Regions from separate parts of the Mus musculus genome. Here region 2 is linked to region 1. A link is a contact called in public promoter capture Hi-C data. All regions are on one chromosome and are shown on one strand. Each heading gives the region's core, a stretch centred on a gene start, on an enhancer-like site or on the middle of the called end of the contact. The rest is flanking DNA. Distances are from core to core; before and after follow the strand shown.

Region 1 (2,731 bases), core at 65-2,564:
AGACCAGGCTAGCCTCAAACTCAGAGATACACCTGTCTCCTGAGTGCTGGGATGAAGGGATCCAAATATGAGCATCTAAAATGTACTGATAAAGATGGTAGTGATGTGTAAGATGACAGGCAGTTACCAGACAGCAAGGAAGGCCAAAGAGCTTTGAAAATGGTGATTGCGTATGTTGGCCACTTTAAAAAAAAAAGTATAAAGTACTTCCAGTCTGACCCTTGACCCCGATCTGTTCTGCCCAGGCCCATGATGTGCAGATTTGAACAAGGCACCTCACACCTCCAAGGCTTACTTTTCTCCTCTCGACAACCAGGCCAAGTATCAGAGCCTTGGGAAGGTTTCTACAGAGAACTACATACATGAAAATTCTGTGTCTGACCTTCAGTCCTCAGTTCTTCCTTTGCAAAATTGGGAGAAGTCCTGTCCAGCCCAGTTGGTGGAAGGGTTATGTAACTACATTCGTGTGATCGCCAATGGCAAGAATCTCACTGATTAGTCTCTGCTGAGCACTTTGTCCCGCAGCAGCCACTGCTGGCTTGTTTTGTTCTGTTTTCCTTTGCTTTGAAACAGGGCCTTCTGCTGGGGAACAGGGAACAGGAGTACAGGGAAGATAATTAGCAGGCCTGCAAATTAGCCCAGCAGGTTAAGAGCTTACCATGTAAGCCTGCCAATCTGAGTTTGACTGCAGAACCCATGTAAAGGTGGAAAGAGAGAACTGATGCCTGAGAGTTCACTGATACACACACAACTACACTATGCAAAAACAAATAAATATTTAATTCTCATCACTTGGGAGCTGGAGACAAGAGGATCGGGAGTTCAAGGCTATCCTAGTCTCTCTAAGTGAATTCCAGGCCAGCCCTGGCTACATAGAAAGACCTTATTTCAAAATAACAGCTGGAGTTGCGGCACTTGGGAGTCAGAAGCCGAAGCCCGCAGATCACTGAGTTCAAGGCAAGTCTGCTTTGCATATCGAGTTCTATGATAGCCAAGGCTACATAATGAGACCCTGTCTTAAAAAAAAAAAAAAAAAAATCAAGCCAAAAGATATCAGTTGGGGCTAGGGGTGCGCCCCAGTTATCCCAGTGTTCCAGAGACTGCGAGTTCTAGGCCAACATGGTCTACAGGGATCGGCGCTGAACACACTCTCAAAACAACAACAACAAAAATCAAGACACCCCAAGAAAATCAAGAGACACAGCCTCAAAAGTTGTTTGGAGTCGCAGCTTCTTGTGCTCCGCCCCTGCTGTCAAAGACCCAATCAGGAGCGAGCCTGTCCGTGACGCCATTTTTCCGCGACGAAGCGGGCGCGGGCCCCGTTTCCTCCTCGGAGCTGTGGCTCTGGGGCTATGGGCAGCCAGGAGGTGCTAGGCCAGGCGGCCCGGTTGGCCTCCTCGGGTCTCCTGCTGCAGGTACTCTGCTGCGCCCGCTCCAGCGCGTGGTGCCGCGGCCAAGCCTCCCGGGGAAGCTGCTCTGGGTCCCCCGCACTGCACAGGGTTCCACGGGGGACCACGGAGGCGGGGAGGGGCGCCGGGTCTAGGAGTTGGGAGACTGCGGTCCCAGTCTTGGCTGGTGACTACAAACAAGCCATTTTCTTTCTGAGCCTTGTGTTTCCGTGTGATGATAGGAGACAGTTTAAACAACTATCAACAAACAGTAGACAGAGGCTACTTTAATCTGATATTTTAAGGGGTTCATTTCTGGAGTGTTTCACTCTTGATCCTCAAAACTGTTCTTCAACTCTGATTCTCTTTGAGTTTAGAGAGCCCATATGGCGTAGCTAAGAACAAGGATCGGGTTCAGGCAATGCTTGTCCAGTGACCTAGGACAAGTCACTTCAGCCCCTGAGCTTTTAGCTCCTTGTTGACAAAAATGAGTGTAATAGTATCTAATTCAGAAAGCAATTTGCAAGGATTGTTTGGGATCTTTTGAATAAGCTCACTTAGCGCAGTACCAGCATCCTAGTGTGCACTTAATAAACTGCATCTGCTGTGTGTCCTTGGACAGACTCTTTTTTGGCTTTGTATTTTTTTTTCTTTCTTTTGCAGATGACACTTGCTAGTTCGTCCACATGGTCCAGAGTCCACCTTCACCTTTATCCTAGAGAGGCACAAAGAGGTTAGGAGAGAGAAGCAGGCTGAATTAGATTCAGGTTAGGTGGCCCCTTTTAAGATAAGAGTTACTTGGGTTAGGTGTAGTAGCTCAAGTCTTTCATCCCAACACTCAAGAGGTTGAGTTCTCTGTGAGTTCCAATCTGAGCTCCAGTCTAGATAGGGTTACATACTTAGACCTTGTCTCAAAAAAAAGTTCAAATCAATTGGCTTTTTTTCTGAGCATCGGTTTATTCTTTTCTTCCTTCCTTCTTTCCTTCTTCGTCTTTGTCTTCTTCTTCTTTTTTTTTTTTTTTTAAAGACAAGATCTCTCTATGCCTCCCTGGCTGTCCTGTAACTCACTGTGTAGACCAGGCTGGCTTTGACCTCAGATATGCCCTGCCTCTGCTTATAGGCATGAGACACCAGTCCTGGCTTTATTTATTTATTTATGAAAAGATACTGCTATGTAGTCCAAGCTGGCCTTGAATTCTTGATGTACTTGCTGCAGTTTACAAAGTGCTGGGGTAACAAGCACATACCTCCATCCCGGCAGCTTCCTCATTTTGAATGAGAACAGCACTGCAGCTTCACAGGGTGATTAGGGAGATTAGGGGAAATAATTTCTGTTATGTCCT
Region 2 (2,731 bases), core at 138-2,637, 41 kb after region 1:
CGCTGGACCCGAAGCAGAAGCCTGAGCAGGCTTTATATAGGTGCTTCTTAAGGGCGAGTGACTTTCCAGGGTGGCCTAGGAGTGGTGGTAAGATTTTGTGACCTGATCTTGGGGCAAGCTCAGAGATTGGTGGCCTAATCATAGACAGCCTGTAGGGTGGAGCTTGCTGCCTGCATCTTGATGGAAATGGCCGTAAGAGTAGTCTGGGCCGTAAGAGTAGCCATCATGATTGGAATGGCTTACAATAATGTCTCTCTGGCTTGGCAAATGCCTTAGGTAGAAGTCACCTGTCTTCCCTGGGTCACTGGGGACAGAAGGTGAAAATGTCACAGCCCCAGGCCTTCCTTCCCACCAGCCTCCTACTCTGAATCTTATCCACACCTCTGTCATCTGTCACAAGGCCTGGGCTGTGGAATGAAGTTGGGTTCTCCATCAGTGCCCATCAGTGAACACTGACTAACTAAGACATGACTGCTTTACTCACATTGGGAGGCGACAAATGAAGGCATGTTTCTAGTTCCTGTCTGGGAGATCCTGGCACTCTTTCCAGTGTGTGGATCTAGTGTGGCTTCCTGCAGGCCTGCTGAGTGAGAAAAAGGGAAGTCTGGGGGAGACCAGACTTCACCCTGTCTCACACACTCCTCACTCTTAGGAACCTTCTTTGAAAATCATGACATAGTAGGTGTGATGAGCTGAGCCTCCAATCCCAGCACTCAGGAAGCGTGACAGAAGGAGGCCAGCCTAGGCTACAGAGACCCTGCCTCAGGAGAAAAAGGGTATCGTGAATGGTGATAGAGTGAACAAGGTTGCCAGAGGCCCCTCTCAGAAGGGCTTTCAGTTCTTGGGAGAGTTAGGCATCAGCTCACAAAGAGAAGCTGGCAATCCCGGAACTTCAGACTTCATGGGTAAAGGTCTAGCCCCACAACATTGTCTGCCCCACTCCTCCAGACAGAGCCTGCCTTGGGTTCCATGGGAGAAATCACAAAGACTCCAGAGAATAAGCCATTGTCGCCAGAAGACAAACAGCAGTGTTTTCCTCTGTACATACTTGGACAGAATAGAGATGTTCCTCACATAGTCTTTCTTGTTTCCCTAGCGTGTTGACATAATTTCAGAAAAAGACAGACTAGCATGGTACATCTTTATGTTCTCAAATTAGAGCTGAAGATTACTCTCTTCCCCATGTGGCCTCTGATGTCCCTAAGAGGCATGTCTGTAATGACAAGAACATGTTCTGCAGGTGTGCAGATGTCAGACCATGGGGGGCAATTGAAGGACAGAGCTGCGTACATTTGTTTCTTTTGTAACTGAGTGAAATCGTGTGGTTCTGGCTGCCAGCAGGGCTCATGGGCACAGTGCCCAAGTCCACGGGTTATTCTTGCCTCTGCTTCCTCTTGGCAATCCTTGCAACAGACCGAGTAATGGAAGGCCTGGCACTGGATGGAAGGCCACCAGAGGGTGTCCTGTTATCTTATTTCTTCTACATCATCAGTGGGAAATTAGCTTATGTTCATGTCTATATTTTCAAGCACCCATCAGGGATCTCTCTCTCTCTCTCTCTCTCTCTCTCTCTCTCTCTCTGTGTGTGTGTGTGTGTGTGTTTTTCACATTATGAAACCAGGTATATAGATAGCATACACTTCTTTTTTTTTATAGTATAGAATAGAATACAGTTTATTCAGGGCATGAGGATGGGAGGTAAAGGGGTAGTAGAGGCAGAGAAAGAGAGAGAGAGAGAAAGAGAGAGAGAGGAGGCTGGCCATGAGCATATGGAGGGAGAGGTGGGGGAGGAAGTTGGGGAGAGAGGGGATAAGGGACAAAAAGACAGAGCAGGAGCAAGAAGACAAGAGCGTAGCACACACTTCTAATCCCAACACTTGGGAAGATGAACAGGAAGTTTGTTTATAGCCTGGGCTACGGAATGAGATACTATCTCAGAACAACAACAACAAAAACAAAAAAAAAAAATCATAGAAGCCCAGGGGAGTCAGAGTTGAGCAGTCCCTCAGTGGTGGGATGGGGAGTTGAGAGCTAGTGGGCCTGTGTACTTCAAGACCAGAGCCTGGACACAGCCACATTCAAGTAGGAGTGCTAGATCAGTGTAGTGCTCACCATGGAGTCTGAATGTGTCTACGTGCTGTGCTTTTTGATGATAAGTGATGTTATCTCTTGATATTGTGTATTGCGTTATTACCTGTGCCTATGGTATGTATACATGCCCATGTGTGTGTTCACATGTATATGGATGTGTTTGTGTAGGTGTGTGTATATGGATATGCAGAGGCCAGTTGAGCTGAGGCATCTTCCCTCCATTGCCCTCTTTACTGAGGTCTCTCACTGAGCCTGGAGCTCACAGACTCAGTTCAGTTACTCTAGCCAGCCAGTTTTCCCTGGGGACCCCCTGTCTTTGTTTTCTGAATGCTGGGATTACTGGGAAGCTAAGGCTCCGAAGAGTAGAAAGATGGAGCAGAAGTGTAGAGCTAACTAAGAGATACAGTTATGGTCATGGGCTGCCTCTGACCAAGGGATGCCGTAGCCTCATGAATAGGACGTTTCACATGTAATCCCTACAACACAGAGCAGGGGCTTCTGACCTTCACGGTAGAGGTCAGGGGCAGGTTTCGTGTCCATCCTAAGGGACTAGTTGTGGTGAATCCCTCCAAACCTATTTTCTATCTCAGACTGAGAGCAAGCCAGACCTTCAGTTTGGCTTGACAGGAAGATCTGTGCT

The links. Promoter capture Hi-C pulls out the DNA fragments that hold promoters and counts their contacts.
Region 2: a promoter capture Hi-C map of macrophages shows a contact between it and region 1, with 8 read pairs. The contact joins the enhancer-like site here to the promoter of Rft1 in region 1. A contact is called at or near these places in 15 of 39 promoter capture datasets (the 3T3-L1 cell line, 3T3-L1-derived adipocytes, the SN4741 cell line and 9 more), 7 of 484 Hi-C or Micro-C datasets (B cells, ECoMG myeloid progenitors, bone marrow-derived dendritic cells and 4 more), 3 of 115 datasets of contacts at active chromatin or transcription factors (embryonic stem cells and intestinal crypt epithelium) and 2 of 9 other capture datasets (adipose tissue and pancreatic islet).

Annotation. Positions count from the first base shown.
Region 1 is chr14:30,653,061-30,655,791 of GRCm38.p6, forward strand. Rft1 (RFT1 homolog) reads left to right here and starts at 1,315. Exons shown (of 13, transcript NM_177815.3): 1 at 1,315-1,415. The coding sequence starts at 1,353.
Region 2 is chr14:30,694,419-30,697,149 of GRCm38.p6, forward strand. No RefSeq gene overlaps it. Among named protein-coding and RNA genes, the nearest start is that of Sfmbt1, 20 kb to the right of the region's middle. Within about 2 kb of position 1,388, at least 94 of the 459 cell types and tissues checked have an H3K27ac peak or open chromatin away from gene starts, as enhancers often do. A contact at or near this core is called in 3T3-L1-derived adipocytes, ECoMG myeloid progenitors, adipose tissue and 5 more, where this site is marked.